Regions from separate parts of the Mus musculus genome. Here regions 1, 2, 3, 4, 6 and 7 are each linked to region 5. The links are chromatin contacts, called in public Hi-C and promoter capture Hi-C maps. All regions are on one chromosome and are shown on one strand. The core of a region is the stretch at or near the end of the contact, and the rest is flanking DNA. Distances in the headings are between cores, read along the strand shown.

Region 1 (3,727 bases), core at 632-3,131, 2.0 Mb after region 5:
TTAGAAGCCCAAGGTCATCCCCGGCTAGGTAAGCAGTTTGAAGGTGGGTTCAAAAACCCAACAGGAGCTGGAGAGATGGCTCAGTGGGTAAGAGCACTTGCTGCTCTTGTAGAGGACCCAGTTTCAGTTGCCAGCACTGTCTCCTGACTTCCTCAGGCACCAGGCATGCACATGGTATGCATACATACATGCACATAAAACACTTCACACACATAAAATAAACCTTTAAAACTTAAAGACGGCCGGGCGTGGTGGCACACGCCTTTAATTCCAGAACTTGGGAGGCAGAGGCAGGTGGATTTCTGAGTTCGAGGCCAGCCTGGTCTACAGAGTAGGTTCCCGGACAGCCAGGGCTACACAGAGAAACCCTGTCTCAAAAAAACAAAAACAACCCACCCCCCAAAAAAACAAACCAAACCAAACCAAACAAAAAACCTTAAAAACATAAACCAATACGCTAAATGAATAAATAAAAAGGACACCAGGTTGGTTAGAATTAAAAGGCAGGAAGGACTCAGCATACATTCCTGAGGGGGCTGCAGAGCTGTGAGGACCTGATGCCTTGGAGATCTCAGCTGGGATCCTAGCAGCCCCGTAGCACCCCTCTCCCCCCCCCCCTTCTCTCCAAGCATATCTGGGTCTTCTACCAGAGAAGCTGAAACCCTGCAGCTCACCCTGCCTGCAACCTCATGAGCACAGAAGCCTGAAGCTGGAGTGACTCCTGGTGGTTCCTTACCCACCCTGGCACAGCTTTGGCCCTGCTTTAAAAGCTAAGCACAGGGCTGGCGAAATGGCTCAGCCGGTAAGAGCATTGACTGCTTTTCCGAAGGTCCTGAGTTCAAGCCCCAATAACCACATGGTGGCTCACAACCACCGGTAATGAGATCTGACACCGTCTTCTGGTGTACAAGCAGGGATTGAGGGAGCAGAGTTGACCAGAGTTGAGTGGGCTAACCGGAGCGAGCAGGGGTCCTAAAAATTCAATTCCCAACAACCACATGAAGGCTCACAACCTATAGCTACAGTGTACTCGCATACATAAAATAAGTCTAAAAAAAAAAAAAAAAGCTAAGCACAGTTATATAGGTAGATATTAAAATTATCATCTCTCCGGATCTGAGAAAACCAGAGATTCTCTCAGAATGCCTGGATATAGGGGAGCCTGTGGGCACATTAATATCTACAGCCATCGCTGAGTTCCACACCTAGGTGCAGACCAACCTCACCAAAAAAGAAGCTAGATGCATTTTGTCACTGACATCTGCTCTGAGAACATGATCAGGAAGGATGTATATGGCTGGCCTGCAAGCCCAAGGCTTCTTACTACAAGTGTCCCAGTGAGCACCAACTACAGGCTGGCGGTTAGAACACAGTGCGCATGGGAACACAATCGCCTGATCCACACTGCTGGCCGGGCATCAGAAGGTCCCCGGTGCCACATTACCCCAGAGACACCCCCACTCCAAAACTCTCACTACTCCTTCTGCCTCCCCCAGCTCGTTGCATCATGGGAATAGGGCTTCAGTCTCCCTGCTCAAGGGAACCTAAAGGGCCCAGGCCACCAGCCAGGTGGCCTAGTCAGGTAACCATTGGTCACTCAGTAGCCGGTCAATGGTCCTTTGTGTGGTGACAAGACTGGCATAATGGGCACGTCTTAGGTCGGTTGCACACCCTTAGGGAGCTGCGGTGCCAGGCTGGGGACTTGTGGCCGCAAGCCCCGGTGCAGGGGCGTGGGAGGCAACGCCAGAGCCCAGGCCACCCGGCAGCTCAGAGATGGGAGCCGCGGGACGAGTGAGGGAACCTCAATGTCCTGCCGCAAGGGGCAGGGTGGCAGGGAGGGGCGGGGCGGAGAGGGTGACACCCGAAGGGCCGAGGGAGGCGGGGTCCGCGTCCAGGACGCGGCGGGGCGGAGCGGGGCGCGATGCCCCCCGGCAGGGCCAGGCCCGGAGGGGCGGGAACAGGGCGGGACGGCCGCACCTAGCTCTGGGCTTCCAGCCTGGCCCGCCCTCTACCCTCGGCGCTCCTCAAAAGGGGCGCGGGCGGCGGGTGGAGGGCGGCGGCGCCGTCGGGGCTGGGGTGCGGCCGCCATGGACCCGTGGCCATGGCTGACGGCGGCGCTGCTGCTGCTGTTGCTGCTTGTGCAGCTGAGCCGCACAGCCAGGTTCTACGCCAAGGTCGGTCTCTACTGCGTGCTCTGCCTGTCCTTCTCCGCCGCGGCCTCGATCGTCTGCCTGCTGCGCCACGGCGGCCGCACCGTGGATAACATGAGGCAAGGGGGCCGGACGCCGGGATGGGCGCGCGCTTCCGCTTTCCTAACTTCTGAGCTCCTCGCGTTCTTTCCTTCCTGCCCCGCCCGCCCCGCCGTCCCCACGGTCCGGAGCCTCCGACGACGCGGCTTCCCGTCCCAGGGGCGCGTGTCACGATGTGCGCCGCTTGTAGGGCTCGGCCCTGCGGCGCCCCCTGCGCGCAGCGTGGAGTGTCGGGTTTGCGCGCGCCGCTAGCTTTGGGAGAGGGAGGGGGCCGAGCGAAGGTGGGACAGGCCCAATCCCACTTTCACCAGCAGGGAAACCGAAGCCTAGCCAGGCTTCCGGTCCGTGCTTCCACCTCTCTGCCGGTTAGAAGACACCTGTGCCCAGGTTGTAGCCACAGGTTCTCCTTGTCATTAACTTCCTCTTCTGGGGGGTGGGGGCCGAACTGTCTTTGGACCTGGCTTGCTAGCAATAAAGGAAGGAGGCTGTGGCCAGAATCCTCCTCTGCCCATCTCCCAGAGCAGGGAAGCTTAGTGGACAAGCAAAAGGTACAGGTATGGAGATCAGGCTAGGTTGTCCTGCAATGGGGGCTGCCCGAGAGAAAAAGCCTCTAGTCCTTTCTCCCTGTCCACACTCCCAGGAGACTGTTGCTACATTTCTTTCTGCCCCATTTGGACTGCTGAGAGGGTGGGTTTTGCAATGTCCTGGCCTTGGCCTTGCCTGGGTGTTTCGGACCTTGTGCCCCTGAAGCCCCTCCTCCCCCGCGGTAGTTACAAGGACTGTGAATGATGGTTTCCTGACTCTCGGCTGTATCTGGTCGTCTTTGGGGTTAGGATGCTGTCCTGACCAGCCATATTTTGTGGGTCCCAGCCCTCATTTCTCAGGTGCTTATAGTGACTATCCAGTGTCCCAGGGAGCAGACATGCAGAGGAGACCCTTGCACAGAAGACAAGGGTGCCCTAGCTATGCACTTTTCACGGTGCATAGAACAGGGTGGGGAGGCCTGCTCCCCACCTCCCCACCCTGTCTTAGGGTTCCTGTCTTAAATCCTCATAAGGCGATGAGTTGAGATAGGAACAGCAGGGCCCTTGGAGTATTGCAAGCATGACATCCTCCAGGGATGACCGTAGAGAGGGGTGAGTGGAAAAGAAAGGGATTGACTAGCTAGGAGGTGGAGGCTTGCTCAGTCCACATATGGACTCATCCCCATCTCGTGCCTCCCTGGCCTAGGCCAGCCAAGCTTGGGTTGCAGATGCTACTCTGCCTGGGCAACAGATGGGACTGAGGTTCAGAAAAGCAATTTGACAGAAAGGTTTGCGGACTGGGAGAGTTTGGAAAGAAGGAGGCAAGGGATCAAGATCCCCCCAGCCAGGACAGGGTGCTCTGGGAACCGAACCCCAGAGGGCCAGTGTATAATAAATTCTATAATAAATTCCCTTGGTGCCGGCTCAGCTATAGTGATGCTTTCCAAGGGTGCT
Region 2 (4,038 bases), core at 1,380-3,879, 1.6 Mb after region 5:
AATAAATAAATCTTTAAAAAATAAAAATTAAAAAATTAAAAAGTCAGGCCTGTTCCGACTTCAGTGGGAATCTTAGCCTATCAGTCTGCAGCCACCAGGTAAACTACTCAAAAATGTCTTCTAACTTGGTAAAGGCCACTCCGACTTATTTGGGGTTGTTCTTTATGCTTGCTTGGTGAGGGTGTTTGGTTTGGTTTTCCTTTGAGGCAGAGTCCTGCTCTATAGCTCAAGCTGACCTCAAACTATCTTGCTCTCTCTCTCTCAGCCTCCTGGGGACTTCCAAGCATGTTTCACTACGTCTGGCCACATCTTGAATTTGGGTCAGGACAGGGATGCCTCTTATGATACACCAGGGAAGATTCAAATGACAATCCCATCTAAAACATTAGCCACGTGACCCTGAACATGTTGCTTTCCTAATTCATTTTTCTCTCCTACACATGAGCAGGTTGTGCCCCAATACCTGAATAGCAGGACACCAAGAGGGGACAGTGTGTGTGCTCTTCTCCAGTGTGGAAGCCCAGCGAGGCCCCTCCCCTCTGACTGCACCTTCAGGTTACAGTCTGCCCCAGCCACCCAGGCTTCACCAAGAAGTCCCTCACCAGGAACTCTGGGAGCCTCTGAGGACATTGCTGAGAGCTGCCCATTCTGGCAGGACACAAGCTAAGGGAGGGCAGAGTGTTGGCCCTCTGAGGCTGCAATTAGCACCAACTTATTAAACTTGCAGCAGGCCTGGGTCACCGGATCCCTCCACTGGGCCTGGAATTCCACCATTTTCCACTTTCCTGTGTTACATTATCCAAATGGGAACTGATGCAGGAGAATGGACCAAATGAGTGGCACAGCTTCTATGTCACAAAGTCTCCTCTAATAAAGAACTCAACGCAGCACTCATTCACGCAGCAAAGCTTCCAGGGCCACAGAAGTGAAAGACTGTCGGCCCCCTGCCTGTGTGGAGCTAGGCCTGGTCTCACCTGAAAGGCCTGCACTCCTGTCCTCAGCATTCCATCTACAGAGCTACTCCACCATGCTGTCCTACAGAGCCACCTTTGGGAGGACCAGGTCGCAACTCAGACGAACAGGAGTCCTTTGACAACCAAGGACTCAAATACATCCACTCACTTGGGGTGCTAATAATGCTCATGTCTTCCATATAAAGGAGATGTCCCTATAATCCTTTCTTCCTCTGTCTACAGAGGTCTTTGGGACCAGAATAAATCCCTCCAATAAATAATAAGCCCCTTAGAATATCCTCCATTCCAAGAGAGGATAGCCCTATGTCAAAGTGACCGGCTAAGCCATAGCTCCTGCCAAACCCCTATTGAGTTTTTAAAGCAAATACACGATATCCTTCCCTCCTATGATATGCCAGTATTCAAAACCTTGATGTCCACCCCCCTGATCCCAATGATCAGGTTCAGGGAACAATTTAAGCTACGGCCACAGGTCTCCAGTAAGGTTTCACTGATAGCTTGGCTCGGCAGGAGGATTAGGGAGGCCTTCGGGAGTAGCACAGGTACCCACAGGAAGTATGGGACTGGGTGGGATTTCCAAAGTCAATCTAATCTAGAAATCACCTGGTCACTGACTGAATCACCATGACGGAGGGAGGATAGCCGCCTACAGGTCATGGTCAGGCCCTTCCTTGTCCCTCACCCCTTAATACCACCTTGAACTAGCTAACTGCACTGAAGAGGATTTGATCAACCTCAGCAGACTTCTTCCAGAGCTGCCTTACCAGGGCAGCACATACCTAACTCTACCCTATCCATCTGACTAGCAAGATCGTCTGGACAGATGGGGCTCCAAGGTATTCCTCCAGACAGGAAAACGGATGAGTCTTCCCCTACCCACACAGTTCCTGCTCTGGTACCAGGTAGGCAATGGATCCTCGGGCCTTCCCAGCACTCACCTGGACTTCTAGGAATTCACAATGAAAGGGACACCCAGGATTTAGCAAACACACTGTTTGGAAGGCCAGCAACATAGCTGCACTGAAGAGGCGGACCTGCCTTCCTCTTTACAAGAGCAGAGAAAGCTTGCTGGTGTGGAGGATACTAGGCCGACGAGAAGCATTAGGAGAGTGTGGACAGTAGGAACCCGAGGAGAACTCCGATCACTGCCCAGCCACCCTGAGGGGCCACTCTTCTCCTGGCACCATCTGACCCCCAAGCAAACTTCCCAGCCTGTGGAGAGCTGCCCCCCATTTATGAACAAGTTTTGTCCAAAGGCTGGGAACTTGGCAGTCCCACCCCAGCCCAGGTAAGCATCACCAGGCCGAGGCAGGGCCGGGAAGGGGCAGACGCGCGTCCTCTGTGAGTCTCATTTCCTCTGATCAGGGCCGCAACAACTGGGCAGTAAGCCATCGAGTTCCGGCGGTGGACTGCAGGCCTGAGGCCGGGAGCCATGGCAACCCCGGGGACGCCCGCTCCCTGGACCCGATACTCACACACCGCTCCTAGCACTCCCGCCAGGCGGCACAGCCAGCGGTACCACCAAGTCATGCCCTCTTCCTGTGCCGGCGGGGCTGGGCCCGCGGCCGCTCCGGCGGCGCCCGAGCCGCTCATGCTAAACGCTGCGCGCAGCCCCAGGCGCGCACAAAGAGACGTGTCCACCCGCGCGCGGCCTTGTGGGAGAGGTGGTGATTAGCATAGGGGCGGGCCCGCAGGCCATAGCCGGGGGGCGGGGGGAGGGCGGGAGGAAATGGAGTATAGCATAAGGGGCGTGTTTACAGACTGTCAGACGCCCTTTGCCACCCAGCAGGTGCGCTGGATCCGGTCTGGCCTTTCCTCTTTGCAAGATTGGAAGACGTCATCCAGAAGTGGCAAAGGCCTTGTTCAGACCTCCAAGGAACTCCGCCTTGCAGTAGAATGAGCTTTCGAGCTAGGCTTGTAATGGGCGGCAGGTTATGGGAGGAAAACTCCAGTCTGGTATCCTGTATCCTTTATTAACCACTGGGGGCTGGGACTGTTTTTCTGATCTCCACCTCCCAGTCCCAGCCCTTCTGCACCTGGAAAAGGTCACTAAAAGAGGTTCCCTAAGGCTAGCAGGCATTAGAACTTCTAAAGAGGCTAAAGTTGCATACTCCCCGGCTGTTGGAGAGAAACCTAGGACAGAGCCAGGCTGTCGTCCTGTTCCGATGTCCTAGGTGAGATGGTCCAATACTCGCCCTGGAGACTGGCATGTGCCTCCAGGAAGCCAGGGCTAAACTCCAGTTCAGCCTCGCTGCCTTCGGACTCCCAGTAGAGCACCTGCTGCCCCCAAAATGTTGTGGTCCTCAGACTGTGGATGTCCCTGATCTGTGGAGAAGCAAGTAGCCAGAACAGGCCATGAGTGATCATTATTTATAAACTCCTGGCTACTCAGAGTCATTTTTGTTTCTTAAAGGAGCCCACATGAGGGACACTCGGTTCTACCCAAGAAACTCCCCAGAACACACAACCAGGTACAAGAGCTAGGATCCTGCTCAAGACTAAGTCTGAGGTGCTCTGGTGCCTTGTAGAGCATACTGAATCGCAACCCTACCTATGCTCTTCTGAAAACAAACAAAACACCAGACACAAACACGATGCTTCCACGCTGGGTCAACAGGCAATGGACTCCCAGGGAAGGCCTTCTCTCTTCCTTCTTGTGGGTAGAGCCACAAGCATTCCCTGGTGAGTGAGTGAGTGGCAGAAACCCTCCTTCCCATTCTTTCCAATAATTTTGAAGTTTTGGATGAAAAATAAGCTAAAAGTGTTCCCTAATGCCAACACTCCCTCCCTCCTTCCTAGAGACAGCTCTCCAGAATCGTATCAAAAGATTACCCCCTTTTTGTCCCCATCCTCGTGGCCTCACCGAGACATAGTTGGCATTGGTCCCCTCAGAAGCAGTGCCCATATCACTGGCCAGGGCGCGGATGGCAATGCGGGCCTGTGGAGCCACACTGATGAAGACCCTGCAGGTCCCTGCCTTCCTCCCGTCTGGGCTCAGTGAGGGACTCACAATTTCACCCCGAGGTCCAAAGAGCTGCCTGTCACATTCTGCAGGCAAGAACAA
Region 3 (3,570 bases), core at 821-3,320, 2.0 Mb after region 5:
TGGCATTGCAAGTTTTTGTTCACACTTTTCACCTAAAATTACCATAATATAGGGAGGGTCCTGTTGAGGGGATGAACATGACCTTTGTGACAGAGGCTGAAATCAGTTATGACAGGGAGGACTCCTTAGGCAGGCACCTGGCCACTTTCCTACCTTGAGGGTTTACAAAGTTTACAAAGGAAGTCCATCACAGGAAAAGCTTTCCCGGCCTCTTAAGTGGCCTGAATAACCAACACGGCAACCCTACAGGGGGGACTCTACTGATGTCAAGAATTTCCTGTGGCCTCCTGTCTACCCGCGGCCAGAAAGTCTGAGAATGAAACCAGCTAGCACCCCACTTTTGGATTTGGGAGTCATGCTGAGCTCAAGTTTACCCTAGTTGCCTCCGAGCCAGAACATAAGGAACCTCTACCACAGGAATGATGCTTAGCCCTTCTTCTAGAACATTCTTCCAGAAAGTTCTAGGAGATGGTCCCTATTCCGGGGCATGGCTCTGGGGACTTCTCCTGGGACACTCATGGCTCTGGCACTCAGCTGTTTCTTTCAGATTTGTCCAAAATTAAAACAGGAAGACTGAGAAATTGCAGGGACACTGGCTGTGAGGCCAGATCAAAGGACTCAGCCACACCTAGAGCAAAGGGCCAGGGCCAGGGCCAGGACAGCGGCTGGCCCAGGCTGGCCCAAGTGATGTAGAACTAGAAGCCGCTAGAAACCTGCAGGTCAGAGACCACTCCAGGCAGGCCCTCCCAAGCCACCTTGGCACAGGTGGCTCCCCTAGACTACCTTGGCTAAGCTTTGATGGTTTACCTGGCCTCTGTCTGACGCAGCTCTTCTCCAGGATCCCTGAGTCTTTGCTCACCCCGGGGCGGGACTCACCACAGTGGTACTCAAAAGCTCGCACAGATTTCTGCCACTCAGTGGGGAACAAGTTGGCAAGCCCTGGGCCCATAATTTTCGAGGCTGAACAGTCCAGCTCCAGAAAAGTCACATGGAAGGTGGGAAGGTCATTACAGGGATAGTAACTGCACAGCAAACTCCCTGCCCAGGAAACCCGGGCCAGGTGGCAGGTGCCCTAGTGTTTCCCACGCAGGAAACTGAGGCTTGGGGCAGGAAGGGCTCAGCCAGTGGCTCTCTCTGAACCAGCCCCACTGGGAACTGGCCCAAACCCCTCTCCTGCCACTCCTGGGTCCACACATTGCTGAGTCAGGGCCTAGCTTCAGGGCTAGGGGTATGGGTACACCCCATCTCCTGGCACAAGAAGGGTCCCCCATACACCTCAGGTCACGAACCCAACCTAGGCCTGAGCATGGATCACAGCACAAGCTACTGCCTCTGGAAGAGGGCAGACAAGGGCATCTGGGCCTGGAAGAGCTCTGCATCCAACAGGCTTCAGTCCTCATCCTTTATGTAAAACAGTCTAAGGGAGGCCAGGCCCCAGGACAAAGGCATCCTCCAGCATCCTCAGGACGGCCCTTCAGAGAGACCTTGGCTAGACTGGTGAGGGCTGGCTCCTTCCTGTAGGCTCTAAGGACCGTGGCAACCAGCGGCTGGAGCCCAGAGGCCTGACTCCATCACCTCAAAGCATGAGGGGAGGGGCCTCTTCTGCAGACAGGAGCTGGCCCTCCACTGGCCCAAGGTCACCACAGCCCCTGTTTCCAGCTGTCTCAAGAACTGGCCAGGGGCTGGCCAAGTTTGCTATTCCAGAATTTTTTTTTTAAGTTGCGAAGGTTAGAAAGGACTCCGGTGCACCCGCGTGCACCCATCGACCCTCGCCATCCCACGCCCTGCCCCTCCCCGTGTGGTAGCACCTGGCCGGCTGCGGCTTACCTGCAGGCCCTTGGAGAAGGGGCAGAGGAGCACTAGGTGCACCAAGCGCCGCAGCCGCCGCATGATGGGCTCCGGCCCCGGCTGCGGAACCCCGCGGCTGGCTCGGCCTCAGCCCCAGCCCGGCCAGGCCCGCAGCGGCCGCCGCTCGCTCTCCATGCGGGCCGCTCGTCCTCGGCTCGCGTTAAAGGCAAGGCGCGTGCCTTTCTGAGCAAGGACCGCGACGCACGCGCGGGGAGACGGCCTGGAGGAGGGGCGTGCACGCGCGGGAAGATGGACAGAGGGGCGTGCGCGCGCGTGTGGAGACAAACGGAAGGGGCGTGCACGCGCGTGGGAGGACTGGCGCGCGGCCCCGCGGCTAGTCTAGCTCTCCCGCTGGGGACCTACGCCACCCCCCACCCCCCCACCCCCAACCTCCCGAGAGCTCCGGGACCCGCTACGGCAACCCTGTGTGAGCATGAAACACCGGGGCAGGCTGGCGCTGAGGACCTGTAAGGTCCCCGCCTGCGCTTGCGCATTTCTTCCACCTTTTCAAGGGTAAAAGACGTTGATGGATCTGCCCCCATCCCTCCCCAGTATGCAGGTGAGGCTAGTCAGTCCTGAGGCCACCACCTCTGGCACCGAGAGTCTTCAGCCCTTGTTGCACCGGGGCATAGGGAAGGACCCACAGCCCACGCGGTCAGCAACTACTCCTGAGAACCAGTTTCTTCTGATTTCTGCCCATGGACAGACACGCCCCTCTCCTGTGACTCCCATTTAGGGTGATTAGGAAAGCAGCAGCTGACCTTAGTTAGAGGCTTATTGAACTTAGCAGACAATGGCCAGAATGCACCGTCCACCATGCGCATCAGCTGCCCTCAATCCTCACCCACACCTTTCTTAGGGGTTCTATAGCGATGTCATATGCATTCCCAGGGAATACGCCTTCCCCTGTGCCCCAGTGCTGTCCATATATATATGCCTTGCAAAATGATAAAAGACAGCTTTAGTTTAAGGATGTTAATTGCTTCGCAATTAGTGAACCAGGCCAACCTTCTCTTCATAAAAGTGGAGCGAGAGTCCCATGAGCCCAGCTGAAGGGTTTGGATTTATAAGCTAGAAAGGCTGAAGAGAACTAGAGCCAGGAGCAGGTCACAAAACAAATGGAAAATAGCATCAAGTCTGTGTCCCAGAAACCAAGAAGCAGAAGCAGAAAGACCAGCCTGGCCTATGTTTCAAATTCCAGACTAGCCAGAAGCCCAAAGGGAGACCCTGCCTCAAGGAAGGAAAGAAGGAAGGAAGGGAGAGAGGCTGGAAGAAAGGGATGGAAGGAGGGAGGAAGAGAGGAAAGAAGAAAGGAAAGAAAGGAGAGAGGGAGGGAAGGAGGGAGGGAGAAAAGAAGGAAGGAGAAAAAAGAAGGGAAACATGGGATTGTTTCATTATCGCACCAATTATAAACGAGCTGCTTAAGCAGTTTGACTATTTTATTATGTCTTCAATCTTGATTTTGCAGGTCAGATAAACAATGTAGTTTAAGTGTGGTGACGGGAAGGCTGAAAAAAATGACTCAGCAGCTGAAAGCACTTATTGTGAAAACATAAAGATTGAAATTCAAATTTCAGCATCCATGTAGCAGATCGAGCATCCTGCGCACACCTGTAACCCAGGTTACAGGTTGAGTGGAGCCGTTGTAGGATGGTTGCTAGGACTTGCTGGTTCACAGCCTAGCTGAGAAAGCAGCCTGAGGTTCAGGAAGAGACCCTGCCT
Region 4 (3,704 bases), core at 670-3,169, 1.6 Mb before region 5:
TCAGTTCCCAGCACATACATGGTGTTTTACAATCTACTATAATTTCAGTCCCAGGGGATCCATTTGCCTCCTCAGGCACCAGGCAAGACTCTGGTGCACACACATACATACAGACAAAACACTCATATAAATAAAGTCAAAATTCACACAGCAGGGTGCCCCACACCTGTAATTTCAGCTCCTGGGAGGATAAGGCAGGAGGATGGACATTATCTCAAAAAAACAAACCAAAGCAAGCAAAACAGACAAAAAGAAAGTATGACTAAAAGAGTGATGTAAACTGTAGTTGGCGGTAATAATGTGTCAGGATTGTTCCTCAACTGTAACAAAGTATCGGATCATTGTAAAATGTTAATACAAGCCGGGTGGGCGTGGTGGCACAAGTCTTTAATCCCAGCACTTGCTCGGCACACGCAGGAGGATCTCTGAGTTTGAGGGCATCCTGGTTTACATAGTAAGTTCCAGGACAGCCAGGGCTATATATTAAGGCCTGTTTCAAAAACAACAACAAAAAGTTAATATAAAACTATCAGGCAGAAAAGTTTTTTGGGGAGGAACCTGTTGGTGTTCTGGGTTATACAGGAGAGCAAAGAAAAGGAGACACTGCAGGACCTGTTAGGCTTCTCAGCAGCAGGGGCTCATCCTCTCAGGCATTGAACTTCACATATTTACCATTTTGCAGACCCTCCTTACTGTTACACAAAAGGTACTTGTAGCAAGTCAATTTCTGTATACCAAAACCTGCTACCTTATCTAGGCTTCTCTGAAGGAACCCTACCTAAGCAATACTCAGGCATAACCTACATTCCCAGGCATACCTAAGCAAGTCCCAGGAGACATCCTGGTTTGTCAGGTATGTCTCAGGACTAAGTTATGCAAAGGCTCTGAGAATCCTTGGAAGAGCAACCCCATAAAACCTCAGACAACAATCAATAACTTTACAAAAGGCTTCTTCAAACCCTAGGTACAATCCCTCTGGAATTCATGCCAGATACAATGGCTGCTATTATAGCAGCAGCTAAAAGTCTTCTGCAGGGACTTCTTTCAGTCCTATCTTCTCATTCTTTACTTAAAATGATTTTAAAGTAGACACAGAATGTTGATCAGTGATTTGCATGCTGGAGACCTTGGATTTGATCCAGGGCTGCCAAAAATCAATCAATCAATCAATCACAGCACTCAGGTGGTTGATGGAAGATTGAGTTTGAGGTCAGTCCAAGCTACATAGTAAGACCCTGTATCAATTTCTTTTTTAAAAAATTTAAAGTACTACATGCAAACAAATGAATTAAACTGATAAAGAATAAAGTCTGGGGCTGGCAAGATGGCTCAGCGGGTAAGAGCACCAATTGCTCTTCCAAAGGTCCTGAGTTCAAATCCCAGCAACCACATGGTGGCTCACAACCATCCGTAATGAGATCTGATGCCCTCTTCTGGCACGTCTGAAGACAGCTACAGTGTACTTATGTATAATAATAAATAAATCTTTTTAAAAAACCAAAAGAATAAAGTCTGGACGAGGCTGGGAATATAGCTCACTGGTGGAGCACTAAATTTAGCACGCGTCGGGCCTTAGCTGGAGTCCCAGGAAACTGAATGGATAAATAAAAAGAAAGTGCAAATGAACTGGATAAAGGTAGTCTTTTGTAATTTCCAATAGGGTGCCCTTACATAAAACATGGAAGCTAAATATCACCAGGGTACCTAACAATGGAAAGGGCGGCACATGAGCCTTACTGGGTTCGGACAGCGTAGTGCTGCGAACTCGTTGCCCTGGAGACAGGGTACCAACGCAGCAGCCTCCGCACTCGCACGTGGCGTTTCTGAGCTCCGCCTCAGCCTGGCACCCAGGACACGCCCCACTCTCCGCTGGGCCTCTGATTGGGCAGCTCCGCGGAGGTGTGGCCGGAAGAGGCGAGGCTAACTGGCAGGCGCGCGGTGGGCCTGGAAACATGGCGGAGCGCCCGAGGAAGCGTCCGTGTGGTCCGGTATGTGCGGACCGATGGGTTCCGGGCTAGGCCTGGAATCTGCAGCGTGTCACAGTGGTGTCGGCCCGGGTCTTCTGCTCTCTCCTCTCCCCTCGCCCCTCTCCCGTAGCCTGAGCTTGCAGAGTTAGCTGGTCCGATCTACATTCATTCGCGGGGCGACGGTGTCTTGAGTCCTCTCCTGGCTTATTTTCTGATTCCTAGGGCGACTTTATGGCCATACCTGTCTTCCCCTTGTCTCGGTTTCTTCTTTTGCCCAATGGGGATTCATTCCTCAGCTTCCCGGATCTGATCCCAGGCTTTGTGCACGGCGAGTCCCTGTGTACTTCTACCCTGGTTTGAGAGAGTCAGATGGCGGGAGGCCCGATGGGATGCGCCCCTCCTATGTGTGACCGGTCAGCCTCTCAATCTTCCTCCTTACTTGCAGGGTGAACATGGCCAAAGGGTTGAATGGCGAAAATGGAAACAGCAGAGTAAGTAAAAAGCTGAGGCCGGGTTGGGCAAGCGCACTGAGCCCTCCCTTTCCACAAACCAGCTAATGGCCCGACGAGCCCTCTTTGGGTCTCAGTGTATCCAAGTGAGTGGTGGCAGCCTCTCCAGAGCCTAGGCTAGCCCAGCGAGAAGGAACTCTCCTCCCCATGTCAAGTCCTTTCCCTCCAATAATTCTCCAGAAAAAGAGGAGAAAAAGAAGTGGAAGGACCTCAAGATAATGAAGAAACTGGAGCGGCAGCGTGCCCAAGAGGAAGAGGCTAAACGCCAGGAAGAGGAGGAAGAGGCGGCGGCCCAGAGGAGCAACCAAGGTAAGCAGCTGGGTCGTGAGGTAAGTTGAATCTCTGAGCCATGGGGACATGCAAGGGAGGGAAGGTCCACAGCCTGTCAGGCTGACAGGAACATCCCCTGTCCCTGCTAGGACGGCCTTACACTCTGAGTGTGGCCCTGCCAGGCTCCATCCTGGACAATGCCCAGTCACCTGAGCTCCGCACCTACCTGGCTGGCCAGATCGCCAGAGCCTGCACCATCTTCTGTGTGGATGAGATTGTGGTGTTCGATGAGGAGGGCCAAGATACCAAGTGAGAGTCTCTGGGGAGTGGGGAGGACCAGCAGGGGTGGCCATGGCTTTGTCCTGCTCCTTGTCACCTGCCTGGCTGCCTGGAAGGAGCTCTCAAAGGCAGCTGCAGACTCACTTTTTCTCACCCTTGGTGCTAGAGAGTGGACTCAGGGTTTTGCCCATGGTCTGTGCTGAGGCTCAGCACTTGGATGGTTTGGGTTGTGTTTAGCATTTCTTTATGGTGCTTGTGTACAAACACCAGTGTGGTTCTGGAGACCAGAAGGCCACTTGAGCTGAGCAGTGGTGGCACACGCCTTTCATCCCAGCACTCAGGAGGCAGAGGCAGGTGGATCTCTGAGAGTTCAGTGCCAGTCTGGTCTACAGAGCAAGGTCTGGGACTGCCAGGGCTATGCCAAGAAACCCTGTCCCCAAAAACAAATGAAAAAGAAAGAAAATAAAAAAAAAAGTATAATAAGCCCAGCACTTGGATCTTGAGGTCTGTCTTAATCTTTCCAGGAGTGTGGAAGGAGAATTCAGGGGAGTTGGCAAGAAAGGGCAGGCATGTGTCCAGCTGGCCCGCATCCTACAGTACCTGGAGTGTCCACAGTAAGTGTGAGGTGAGGGCAGTGGCTGGGAGGCAGCCTCCCCAGGATGGACCTGACAGATGCATT
Region 5 (3,776 bases), core at 794-3,293:
ACATTACACTTCTCATCCAGTCCAAGGAGACTCAACGCCTAGCAAGGGAATATTAAAGAAAGCACCTACTATGTGCACTGTGGACTGACCTTGAGAATACAATGAGTTATACCGCATCTCTGTTGAAGCTCAGAAAAATATTTTCCAAAGATTTCCTTTTCACTAGTTGATAAAAGGCTAGTACTTTCCCCACTCCTGGTTCCTCCAAAGGCACACTGCCAACAATATTCAGCGTTCTGCAAAGCCCTGGATAGGAGTGTTATGCTGCTTGCCTGACGATGCTTTCCTGTGGATTTAGGCTCTGCTACACAGCCAGCATCCCCTTTCCATTGCCTTGGGTCATCTCAGGGGCTAGGACATCTGCCCTTCTCCAAGTCTATGTATCAGGAGCAGGACCTGAGATTTGCGAGCACATTTAGACAGCTAAGGCCCAGAACGTCCTTGGTCCTAGAGCAGTGGCTGAAGGGGTGTTGGTCACCAAACTAGTGCGCCCCAGTTCTGAGCCTTGTAAAATTCACCTTGTGTGCCAGGGCCTGTTGGAAAACTGAATCTGAAGAGGCTGGATGCAGAAAGATGGGTAAATGCCATGGGCTTGATTTTTCCTCAACGTTATCTTTTCTAGGTGTAATGGTAGGTGGGAGGGAGCCTAGAGATGGGACTCAACACCTTGAACAGTAAGCACCTCTTCCATCACTGAACAGCGTCTCAGCCTCCAATTCCTTTGCTAGTTGTTCTTGCTACTCAATGTGAGTTCTAGAAGGACAGGCTTTCTGATTCATCATCCACTCCCCACAGACCCAGGCATGCAGGAGACTGCATTTCCTAAATGCTAAATGTGTGGACACTGCTTTCATTAGCTGCCTGATCCTTTTGGCTCTTCTCAGCTTCCAGTCTGAAGGGTCTGATTAGATAGGTAAGTTTTTGTTTGTGAGGGTCTGTGCGCCAGATCTGGCTTGGATCCCAGGCAGGACCAAGTCTCTTTCTCTCAGAAGCTTGGCCTGAGGACCTCAGGTTGGTCCTTGTCTTTGTCTCCCCTCCTGCCCTTCTCCGTGGTTCCTGTTCACATACGGACATGCCTCTCTAGAATGAGATTGATTCAGTGTTCTGTGGCCACGTGTCGATCTAGGCCTGGATTGAATGAGTCATGAAAGTGTCGCCTCATTCATTCACTGGCTCACAACATCTTTAGTGAATGTATACTCTGTGTCTACCCCCGTGTTCAGGTCTGAGAGGTCCGCAGCAAAGCAATACTTACCTTTAGGAAGCTGCCAACACAGTAAAGCAAGGCCAGCATTAAGCAAATAAGGCTGTGCTCCCCGATGTGTGCGTCTGAGTGCCGAGTGCACCAAGGAAATCAGCAGACTAGGTTTAGGTTATCATGGTGGATCCCCAGGGGAGATAAAGCCTATACATAAACCTAAGTGATGAAGAGAAGCTGACAGCTAGGTGGTGGGGGGAAAGAGGGGTGAGGGTCCCGCTGAGAACAGGAACAACGTGAGATCGCTTTCTAAGATCATGTTTATATCATAAGGAGAAGAGATGACAGCTGAATATTGAGAGTGTTGCTACATTGGATGAGGGGTTTACCGAGGCTCCATGTAGCTTAGAAGCAGCTTTGTAGGTTCAGGAACCGAACTTCTTCTCATTCAGAGGTAGAAGCACCGAGTTCAGCAGACTTACCTATCTAATCAGACCCTCACAGAACCAACAGGTGAGTAGCCTATGTTGCAAATTTTGCTAAGCATGCTGTGCGTACATCCTAATATGGGATGCGATGTGCATCTAATATTTTACTGTCATCTCTGCAAGATGACAACAAAGGCTTTGAAGCTTGTGTATTAAACTCACAGAGGTGTGATGATAAGAAGTTATCAATTTGTTAATTTACAGTTGCACTCAGCCCTAAATACATGCACACAGGAGCAAGGCTAAGAGGACTCAGTGGACTGCTTTTTCTTTGACAGCCGAAAACCAGCTCAGGGATGAGAGGCGGGCCAGAGGACGCCTGGGGCACGTCTTCAAGCTCTCATTGGACGGGATATCCGGAAAAACCCGGTCGAATCCTGGCTTGTCTTGGTTGGGTCGGCTGGTGGGATACGCCCTCGTCTCGCCCCTTTGTCCAACCCTCTTCATTTTAAATTAAAAAGCCCCCAGTTCTGTGTGGTGTAGCAAAATAAACAGTTGCGGCGACGCACTTCTTCCTGGAGGCCTTCGAGTCTCCATGATTTAAGGAGACGAGAAAGGTAAGGAGGACCGGAACAATTCCTTCGCGGAACCTTTGAGGTGAGGCCTCGCGGAGCCATTTGAGAACGGACCGCGGCGGGCTGGAACCAGACTAGTAGGCATGGCGGCGGCGGAGCCGGATGCGGACCCGAAGGCCGCCATCCCTGTGGACCTGCGGCGGGAACGGCGCTTGGTGTGCGTGGAGTACCCGGGCGTAGTACGTAACGAGGCCAAGATGCTACAGACCCTGGGCGGCGAGGAAAGCGTCTCTCGAGTAAGGAGCTGGGAAACTCCGGGACCGCGGGAAAGGAATCGTGTCTACTGAATGGGCGGGACCACCGGGCGGGAGAGCGGTTTCCGTGGCAACGGAGAGTTTAGGCAAGCTCTAGGACCTGTTGTGAACTAGGCGGTATTTTCTTTCTGTCCCCAAATGTGAGTAGCATGCTTGGCATCTATCCCAGGACAGTGAGCTGCTCTGACCTTATTGCTCTCGGCAGAAAACCGAGGCACGGGAGGAAAGAGAACTTTTCCACCACCTGTAGTTGAAACTAAAAGTGACACAATTCGCCGGCGTTGTATTATGTGGTTAGCACGTACAAAGTGCTCTCCCGCCCCCCCTTGGTTTTTTCGAGACAGGGTTTCTCTGTGTAGCCCAGGCTGACCTCGAACTCAGAAATCCGCCTGCCTCTGCTTCCCAAGTGCTGGGATTAAAGGCGTGTGCCACCACTGCCCGGCTTTTTTTTTTTTTTTTTCCTGAGACAGGGTTTCTCTTACAGCCCTGGCTGTACTGGAACTCTGTAGACCAGGCTGGCCTCGAACTAGAAATCCGCCTGCCTCTGCCTCCCGAGTGCTGGGATTAAAGGCGTGCGCCACCACGGGCCGGCATTTTTTAATTTTTATTTATTTATTTTTTAACATGCCACAGTCCTTTCAATCCCCAGGGCCGGAACTGACAACATCTGCATTTTACAAGTAAACAGGCCACATAACCACACAACAAGTAGTGGACCTAAAGTGATGCTCTGTGGAATCTTGGAATTGTTTCTTTAGAAATGATTTCCCTGAACATCTTAGCATAAGCAGATTCTGGCTCCTTCCGTTGATAATTCCACTCAGATTTCAGTTTGATACATGTATTACCTGTTCATGTATTACATTTATTACTTGGCCCTGGGGCTGTAAACCGAGCTAGGATCTCTCTTGTTTACCTCTGTACTAATATCTGTACAGATTCCCCATTTTATAAAAATTTATCAAGTATTTGGTTAAGTCCTAATGAAGCTGGGCAGTAGTGACCCACACCTTTAATCCCAGCATTACAGAGGCAGAGGCAGGTGGATCTTTGAGTTTAAGGCCAGCCTGGTCTACAGATCAAGTTCCAGGACAGCATGAGCTAACAAAGAAACTCTGTCTCAAAAGAACAAACAACAAAACGTCCTAATAATATCCTAGTGAACTAGATACTATTTTTCTTTCCTTTTTCCAGATAAGGGGGCAGGTAAGAAAGGCTAAGCCAGACATTGCTACTGGTATGACAGGAAAATGAATTCCAG
Region 6 (3,629 bases), core at 150-2,649, 1.6 Mb after region 5:
AGTGCTTCCCAGCCATCCTCTGTAACCTGCACTGGTGCTGCCTACAATTCACTTGAGAGATAGATACTGGGGCCTAGGAGCAAGGTCCTTGCCTGTGGCTGTGGGACTGGGGTCTGAGCCAGAGCTCATCTTTGAAGCCACACCTTCAGAACTGGTCTGTAAGCCAGAACTCTACAAGATCAGTGCTGTCAGGTAGAAGGTGGCTGAGGCCTGAGTACAGAGGCCACTGTCAGCGTGGGGTAGGGGACAAGATATGTAGGCAGTACGGGAAGGATAATTAGCATACAGGGAATACAGGGTGTCCGTTGGAGCTCAGCCCAGGTAGTGAGCAGTGGTTTGTTTTTTGTTTTTCTCTAAACATTTCTGGCCATCAGAAGTGCATTTGCTTGGCTAACGCATGTAAGCCTTCTCTCAAAGAATACTGGAAAAGAGGAAAAGAAAATGAGCGAAACTGAAGCTTTTATAAGCCGAGTCTAACAATTAATGAGGCTGACATGTGAGGAAAAAAGCGATTAAAAAAACAACCACTCAGGTTCTGCCTTTAAAGACCCCATACATGGAGGGAAGGGGAAGGGCACGTGCACCATTCTCCAACCAGTGGTCAGACTTGGGGGTTGGTCATCATTTTAGAGGGAAACTGAGGCCCTGGGAGGACTCAAAGGAGGAGAACTCGGAGGAGGAAACATGCGGGGATCATAGGGTCACCCTGTGATGGAGGCTGGGCCTGGCTGTGTGGCCCTCGGACCTGTCCCGCTGCCCAAGGACACTGGACCTTGGTTGTGGGGGCATCTCAGCACCTGATATTTTTCCATGGTATCTCGTGGAGACACTGCCTCACTGTCCTACTACCGGGCAAAGCCCTCGAGCCAGGCCGGTAGTCGAACCCTCGTTTGAGCATGCTCGGTAGTGACTGCTCCGTGTGCCCACCCCACCTCCTCAGCCCCTCCACCTGCCTTCCATAACCCTCAACCCGGGGCGTGTCTGCTTAGCACTTTGGCTCGTACATGGCATACTCGTACTATGCCCCTTAAAGAAGCCACAGAGAATAGGGAGCCGTGTTTCGGACGAAGGGCAGGGCCCCGGTGTGTTGGGTAGGGTGGAGGGCGGGGCAGAGACTGACGACGCGGCAGGCGGGGCCGCAAGTACTACGGGCGGGAGACACAGGTGGCAGGAAGTCTACCAGCACGGTGGGCGGGACCTGCTGCTTGGTGAGGGTGGAAAGTGGTCAGCGCTTCGGGTTCTAGAGGCTGAAGGGCTAGGGGTGGTCCGTAGGGGCTGGAGGGGCGGGGCCTGGGGTGTGGGGGCGGGGTCTACCTGTGAAGGGCGCGCGGCGGAGGCGGGGCCTGTTCGTGAAGGGCGGTGCGCCGGCGCCAGGCTCCTCGAGCGTGGCGGGCGGGGCCTGGAGCGTGAGGGCGCGCGGCAGGCGGGGCGGGGCGCGGCGGGAGGCGCGGTCCCTTTAAGGCTTGGCCTACGTGGCAGCCGCTAGAGCAGCCGCGGCTCAGCGAGGCCGGCCGCCGGGTACTTCCTGTGGAGGCCGCAGCAGGCGCGAGCGCCCAGGACCTGCCAGCTGAGCCTTCCGCCGCCGCCATGGGACAGAACGACCTGATGGGCACGGCCGAGGACTTCGCCGACCAGGTGCGGCCTGCCCCACAGCCCGCTGGCCGTCACGGCCCCACGGACGCCCGTCCTCGCCGTCCTGCCTAGCTCTACGGAGAAATCCGAGGGGAGGCTGGGCGGGGGGTTGGGGGTGGCGGCCAGGGAGGCTCCCGGGGCCCGCGGTGCTGCTCTGTGCCCTCTGCCCTCTGAACCGCGGCGGCTCCTTGGGGACCTCTGGGGAAGGGGGTACTCTGTGCGCCCCGCTGCGTGGCCCCTCCGCCCTTGTCCAGGACCGTCCTGGCCCTTCCTTCTTTGCGTGGACTCTGCTCCGGTTGCCCGATCTGGGTCCACGCTGCCGAAGGAGAGGAGCCTGCCCCTTGGCTCGCCTTCCCAAGTGTACAGGTGGCTTGTGAACCGCAGGGAAGGCCTGGGATGAGTCTGGGCCCGAGCGACTAGCTGGGCAGGGTTAGAGCCGGAGAGAGGCGCAGGTGGCACCACTTTTTACAATTAAGTTCGACGGATGGGGTGGGAGTTGTGTGAGTGTGAGGCTTTGACTTCTGAAATTGTCCCGTTAGATCTGCGAAGTCATAATATAACCTGAACTAGCCCTGGAGGCTGAATGGTGCCGGGGCCCACCCGCCAGCCAGTTTTGGTTCACTTAGTGTGTTCGTGGCTGTCGGTGATACGAGGAGGCATTTTTTGGCCTAGAGTACTCGAAGGTTGGGTGTGTGTGACCATCTTCAAATGAGCTTCTCTACCCCTCCTTTTGAGGGGTGTCACCTCCCCATGTTCACCTTCAGTTCTGTTGAACCATTTTCCTGTGAGCTGATCTTTTTAAAGGCATTTCTACCCCTTTTGGAAAAGTTTCTAATGCCACGATTTTGCATTAAATACATAATTTTAAAATTGTATGGACCAAGGTCTTCCTCTTGTGATGGGTTTCGTTGACATAATTCTCAGTGACCCAGTTTTATCTTCCTGAGTAGCAGCTCTCTAAGAAGATGGCTTCATAGCCAAGTTTGTGAGCGGCTCACCTCAGGATCTTCAGCTGGAAAACCCACCATTTTGCAAGTGGATTTCACAACCCAGATCAGATGAATTATCTCCAAGAAGCTGCCAACTATCTAATGATAGATTTCAACTGGAGAAAGAGTTCATCTTTTATGAAGTCCTCCATGTACTTTGTTTTGATTTAAATGAAAGAAGCCAAATCTTGGGACTGGACAGGCTTTTGTGGGGAATACAGTAGCCACTCCCACTAAGTAACTGGCTTGGGCTCCTGGACTTGCCAGTGTCCACCACCCAGGAGGAAACCCTGGGTCTCCTACTGCTTGGTGTCCAGGGCATCTCAGGTCTGGAGTTAGATTTCAGCTACACATCAGTGGAAAGATGCCCGTACTGTAGATGGCCTGCTGCTTAAAACCAAAATTCCCAATGAAGGTTCCTTCTTAAGGGATTAGCCTCAGAGTCCACCTGGAAGTTAGCAGAGGATACCACAGGAGCTTCTGAGATGTGACTCCTGCTCTTCTGATCCAGTGTCAGGCATCAGGGAGCCTTCCAGTGGCCTCAGTGTGACCAGTCCTGGGAGCTTTTGTGTTGGATATTCATCTGCACCCTTGAAAACAAATTTGTCAATGAGGAAGGTGCTGATAGTCCAACGTTCTAAGTGAAAGGATCTAATGTGTTGGAAAGTGGAGTGTTACTCTAAGGTGTTGTCAGATAGTATCACAGATCCATGTCTTTAGAAAACAGAAGTAGAACTGAGTTTGCAAATCAGATTTGCCTGGAAAGTCGGGCTTCTCATATGAGACCTGGAAAAGTGTTTCTGATGCTGATGAGAACACTGAGCTGTTAACTGGACACCTACCTTCCTGTGAGGCTGGCCATCAAGGCTCCATCTTCCCAGGGCTACAGAGAAGTTTGTCATGATCTGCACAGTCCTGGGCTTGTTACTCAGATCCAGCATTCCCCCCATGTTGGTGCTGTTGGATATATCCTGCTGGGATCCTGCTGGCAGGTTCCAGTGAGCTACA
Region 7 (3,692 bases), core at 318-2,817, 1.7 Mb after region 5:
TACCATCCTCCCTTTGGGGGGTGGGGGGGACGGGCAGGGAAGCACTGACCTGCTCGGAGGACAGGTGGTCTCTTAGTTGGGACGTCGCCTTTGCCAGCAGCTTTCTTCTCAGCACGGGCCAGTAGCCTTTGCTTCTTCTCTTGCTTTGTCTCTGGCCTGTACTTGTGGGCAAGCTTAAGCAGCTGAGTAGCTGGAAAACACATTCAATTGGACTCTAAGCCTGAATCCCTTTAAAGGCGCTGGGGCTATTACTTGGCCAGCAATCTCACGCCCAGGCCCAATTCTAACCTGTCACTTAACCTGGCATTGAAAAGTTGTGTCTGACCTCCTAGCCCTGAATGGCTGTGGCTCATGCCATTAATACCAGCACTCATGAAACAGGCAGCAATGCTGAGCTCCACAACTAGAGACCCTGATCCCCCAACAAAACCACCCTATTGTGGTACACTGATGAGACGGCAGGAGGTCAACACGGGGATCCTTCCTCAACTGCTTCCTCACCAAATCCCGCCCATTCCAGGTGGAGGGACTGGGGACCCCCTTCCACCTCTCTCTTCATAGCTGTATTAGTGTGGCCATGCACTGCAGTAAGGGCAAACTCGGGGCCAGTTTCTGGCTCTGGGGCCCGGAACCTCACCTGTCTGCCTGTCCAGGGCCTGGGTGAACTGGTTAATGGCAGGAGGGACTTTGAGCCGCTTGTAGAGGATAGCTCTTTGCCGCTGCAGTCTGATGTAGCGGGGCCATTTGACGAAGCGCGTTAAATCTCTTTTGGGCTGGATGTCCTGTCCTGGGAAGTTAAGAGGGACACTGTGACCGAGGCCTCTCCTCGGGCCGGCCTGCAGCCGAGGCAGTACCCAGGGCAGGAGGGCGTCGGTGCATCAGCGATCTTGGTGGTTCTAGTGTCATCACCACTCATCTGATAGCAAATATTCTGTCACATCATCTGCACACGACCACCATTCCCCTTCTCACACCAGCCGAGCATGCGCAGTGGCGGCTGCTCGGGACGGTGCCCGGCTCTCATTCAGTCCATTGCCCGTCAAGGCGCCTTGCCCTTGTGACACGCCGACGCCACTCCTTACCAATGCCGAAGTTCTTGGGCCTCTTCTCGAACAGAGGGTTGACCACCTTCTTGGCCTCCTGCTTCTTGACGACGGCGGGGGCCGGGGCCACCTTCTTCCCCTTGGCCTTCTTCCCTTTGGGCTGTACGGAAGAGAGAAACCCGTGCCATCGGGCAGCGGAGTCATTGCCTGTGAGTCGGTCGCTGTGGCTCCCTTTCCGCGAGGGACCCCGAGGAGACAGGGACGGCGGAGAACGCCGCTGACGGGCGACGGGCGGCGGATGGAGGCGGATAGCGCGGGGGCCCAGAGACACTCACCATCTTGCTCGGCTGCTGGAGAAAGAAAGAAGAGGGAATTGTGGGGGATAAGTAAGTGGCCGCAGATATCGCGAGAGCAGGCGCCCTCGCGGGATTTCGGATTTAAAGCGACAAGGACCCACTTCGGACTCTGACAGAGGGGCGGAGCCTGAGCGGGGGCGTGTCGGGCCGCGGCTGCGCGTTCGTCCAGGCGGGCGGGCCCTGGCACCGGACCGCAGGCTCCGAGAGGCGGCGGGAGGCGCCAGGAGTGAACGGAAGCCGCGGGAAGGAGCGTGCGGGTGCTTTGTTCCCTCGCCGTAAGGGCCTGCTGCCGGGCGTGTGTTCGTGGACGGAGCTGTTGTATCGGAAATCCCGGTCCCCAGCCCTCAGTACTCGGTTCGGGCCGGACCAGACTGGTTCTCGTCCAGGGCCCGCCATGGCCCAGCAGAGAGCCCTTCCCCAGAGCAAGGAGACGCTGCTGCAGTCATACAACAAGCGGCTCAAAGACGACATCAAGTCCATCATGGACAACTTCACCGAGATCATCAAGACCGCCAAGGTGTGTGGTAGCTGTTCCGAAGCCATTGGAGAAGGCTGGGACTGGTTTTCCCTGGGGCCTGGGTACAGGGGTGAGGAAAGCAGAGGGAATGTGACTCACCTGACCGGTGCGGGTAGGAGTGAAGAGGCGTTAAAAGTAATGGGACAGCAGATAAATAGAAGAGCCAAATAGTGACAAGCACAGAGCAGAGAGGAGAACTCTGGCCCGTTTGCCAGGGCTCTACGTTAGTTACTGAGCACTAGCCACCTGGGCTGAGGTTTACCCTTGCCATAGATTCTTGTGATGACTGGTGAGTTTAACCCTTAAACACCACAACCCTCATGTTGTGGTGACCTCCAGCCATAAAATTATTTTTGTTGCAACTACAGAACTGTTGTTACCCTTTGAGTCGTAAATGCCAGTGTTTTCCGATGGTCTTAGGCAGCCCCTGTGAAAGGCAATCCACAGGTTGAGAAATGCTGTTCTATTTAAATAATTTCTGAGAAGCCTCAAGCCCACTGAGGTCTGTGTTAGGCTCCAGCTGGTCCACCTGTAAGCTTAAACTCAGAGATCAGAAAGTTTGTCTTTTTAATCCTTTATTGAACATCTTTTCTTTCTTTTTAAGATTTATTTATTTAAGGACTGGAGAAATGGCTCAGTTAAGAGTACTGACTGCCCTTCTAGAGGTCCTGAGCTCAATTCCCAACAACCACATGGTGGCTCACAACCATCTGTAATGAGATCTGATGCCCTCTTCTGGTGTGTCTGAAGACAGCAACAGTGAACTCATATACATTAAATAAGTCAATGTCTTTTTAAAAGATTGATTTATTTAATGTATATGAGGACTCTATTTGCATCTATACCTGCAAGACAGAAGAGAACATCAGACAGAAGAGGGAGGGCATCAGATCCTATGGCAGCTGGTTGTGACCCACCTTGTGGTTGCTGGGAATCGAACTGAATGTACCATCTCTCTAGCCCTTTATTTCTTATAAACTGTCACAAAGACTGGGCAGTGTCCTTTTGACATGAAGTAACCTATCGTCACCCAGAGAACAAGAAGGGGTTGGAGACATTGCCAGTTGTCTAGACAGGAAGTAGGCTCTGGATCTGCGGGAAGGCCTGACAGGCTATGGTAAAGACATGAAGGCGGGTGGCGGCGGCGGCGGCGGCGGTGGCAGCTAAGCCAGGTGGCTGCTCCCTGTGTTGATTCTAGGCTTTTCTTATTTGCCCTCAGATTGAGGATGAGACGCAGGTGTCTCGGGCTACTCAGGGCGAACAGGACAATTATGAGATGCACGTTCGAGCAGCCAACATCGTGAGTGTGGGATGGAAGACACCATGGAGGGGTTGTAGGTAGAGTCCAGAGTAGCAGAGGAAAACAAGGGAGCAATGGGGTGGGCAGAGCCTGTCTTGGGGATTGCCCTCATAGGCACTGGGAGGAGGGCCTTGTCCGTTCTGTGGTGGTGATGAGAGGGAGGGCAGCTGTTCCTGTTGACATGAAGGTTTCCCAAGGCTGCTTGCGAATGGAAAAGGAAATGGTGGAATGAGTCCTGTGTGAAATGTGAGCCTCTTGATCTTGCAGAGAAAGCCCAGTAGGCAGTGTCTGTGCAGTGGGTATCGGCAGCGGTGTGGGGCACAGATGCCTGCGACTGCCCAACCTGCAGTTGTGCCGTATCTGGGAAAGGAGGAGTCAGGAGGAAAGTCGGCATGGTTTTCTGTTGGCTCTGAGTGGAATACGCAGGATGTGTACATGGTGTGAGTGGTGTGGTTGGGAAAGGAAAACTCCTTTAA

The links. Promoter capture Hi-C pulls out the DNA fragments that hold promoters and counts their contacts. A called contact is a pair of places that touch in the nucleus more often than the background predicts.
Region 1: a promoter capture Hi-C map of embryonic stem cells shows a contact between it and region 5, with 2.1 times the contacts expected there. The contact joins the promoter of Agpat2 here to the promoter of Gtf3c5 in region 5.
Region 2: a promoter capture Hi-C map of liver shows a contact between it and region 5, with 3 times the contacts expected there. The contact joins the promoter of Cacfd1 here to the promoter of Gtf3c5 in region 5. A contact is called at or near these places in 4 of 39 promoter capture datasets (the C10 cell line, hippocampal neurons, liver and 1 more) and 2 of 115 datasets of contacts at active chromatin or transcription factors (astrocytes and bone marrow-derived dendritic cells).
Region 3: a promoter capture Hi-C map of pre-B cells shows a contact between it and region 5, with 4 times the contacts expected there. The contact joins the promoter of Dipk1b here to the promoter of Gtf3c5 in region 5. A contact is called at or near these places in 3 of 39 promoter capture datasets (hippocampal neurons, liver and pre-B cells) and 1 of 115 datasets of contacts at active chromatin or transcription factors (pancreatic cancer cells).
Region 4: a contact with region 5 is called in a promoter capture Hi-C map of pre-B cells, with 3 times the contacts expected there. The contact joins the promoter of Spout1 here to the promoter of Gtf3c5 in region 5. A contact is called at or near these places in 2 of 39 promoter capture datasets (liver and pre-B cells) and 1 of 115 datasets of contacts at active chromatin or transcription factors (pro-B cells).
Region 6: a Hi-C map of B cells shows a contact between it and region 5, with 6 read pairs. The contact joins the promoter of Surf4 here to the promoter of Gtf3c5 in region 5. A contact is called at or near these places in 5 of 39 promoter capture datasets (embryonic stem cells, erythroid cells, hippocampal neurons and 2 more), 1 of 484 Hi-C or Micro-C datasets (B cells) and 2 of 115 datasets of contacts at active chromatin or transcription factors (embryonic stem cells and large pre-B cells).
Region 7: a promoter capture Hi-C map of liver shows a contact between it and region 5, with 7 times the contacts expected there. The contact joins the promoter of Med22 here to the promoter of Gtf3c5 in region 5. A contact is called at or near these places in 5 of 39 promoter capture datasets (erythroid cells, hippocampal neurons, liver and 1 more), 1 of 484 Hi-C or Micro-C datasets (the G1E-ER4 cell line) and 1 of 9 other capture datasets (liver).

Annotation. Positions count from the first base shown.
Region 1 is chr2:26,602,571-26,606,297 of GRCm38.p6, reverse strand. Agpat2 (1-acylglycerol-3-phosphate O-acyltransferase 2 (lysophosphatidic acid acyltransferase, beta)) reads left to right here and starts at 1,881. Exons shown (of 6, transcript NM_026212.2): 1 at 1,881-2,269. The coding sequence starts at 2,088.
Region 2 is chr2:27,008,517-27,012,554 of GRCm38.p6, reverse strand. Cacfd1 (calcium channel flower domain containing 1) reads right to left here and starts at 2,629. Exons shown (of 6, transcript NM_029862.4): 1 at 2,450-2,629. The coding sequence starts at 2,567. It overlaps Adamts13 (a disintegrin-like and metallopeptidase (reprolysin type) with thrombospondin type 1 motif, 13), which reads right to left. Exons shown (of 29, transcript NM_001001322.2): 28 at 3,838-4,022; 29 at 2,930-3,299. The coding sequence ends at 3,108.
Region 3 is chr2:26,626,957-26,630,526 of GRCm38.p6, reverse strand. Dipk1b (divergent protein kinase domain 1B) reads right to left here and starts at 2,070. Exons shown (of 5, transcript NM_019833.3): 1 at 1,828-2,070. The coding sequence starts at 1,890.
Region 4 is chr2:30,176,674-30,180,377 of GRCm38.p6, reverse strand. Spout1 (SPOUT domain containing methyltransferase 1) reads left to right here and starts at 1,919. Exons shown (of 12, transcript NM_172660.4): 1 at 1,919-1,988; 2 at 2,413-2,458; 3 at 2,657-2,785; 4 at 2,896-3,055; 5 at 3,550-3,639. The coding sequence starts at 1,953.
Region 5 is chr2:28,581,546-28,585,321 of GRCm38.p6, reverse strand. It overlaps Gtf3c5 (general transcription factor IIIC, polypeptide 5), which reads left to right and starts at 2,043. Exons shown (of 12, transcript NM_148928.3): 1 at 2,043-2,497. The coding sequence starts at 2,345.
Region 6 is chr2:26,931,281-26,934,909 of GRCm38.p6, reverse strand. It overlaps Surf4 (surfeit gene 4), which reads left to right and starts at 1,399. Exons shown (of 6, transcript NM_011512.3): 1 at 1,399-1,635. The coding sequence starts at 1,588. Stkld1 (serine/threonine kinase-like domain containing 1) reads right to left here and starts at 854. Exons shown (of 19, transcript NM_001379463.1): 1 at 798-854. The coding sequence starts at 812. It overlaps Gm36591 (a long non-coding RNA gene), which reads left to right and starts at 1,642. Exons shown (of 2, transcript XR_374179.1): 1 at 1,642-3,629.
Region 7 is chr2:26,908,517-26,912,208 of GRCm38.p6, reverse strand. It overlaps Med22 (mediator complex subunit 22), which reads left to right and starts at 1,567. Exons shown (of 4, transcript NM_001033908.1): 1 at 1,567-1,916; 2 at 3,136-3,216. The coding sequence starts at 1,794. It overlaps Rpl7a (ribosomal protein L7A), which reads right to left and starts at 1,402. Exons shown (of 8, transcript NM_013721.3): 1 at 1,379-1,402; 2 at 1,083-1,203; 3 at 638-787; 4 at 50-190. The coding sequence starts at 1,381. It overlaps Gm23969 (a small nucleolar RNA gene), which reads right to left and starts at 948; the gene lies at 875-948.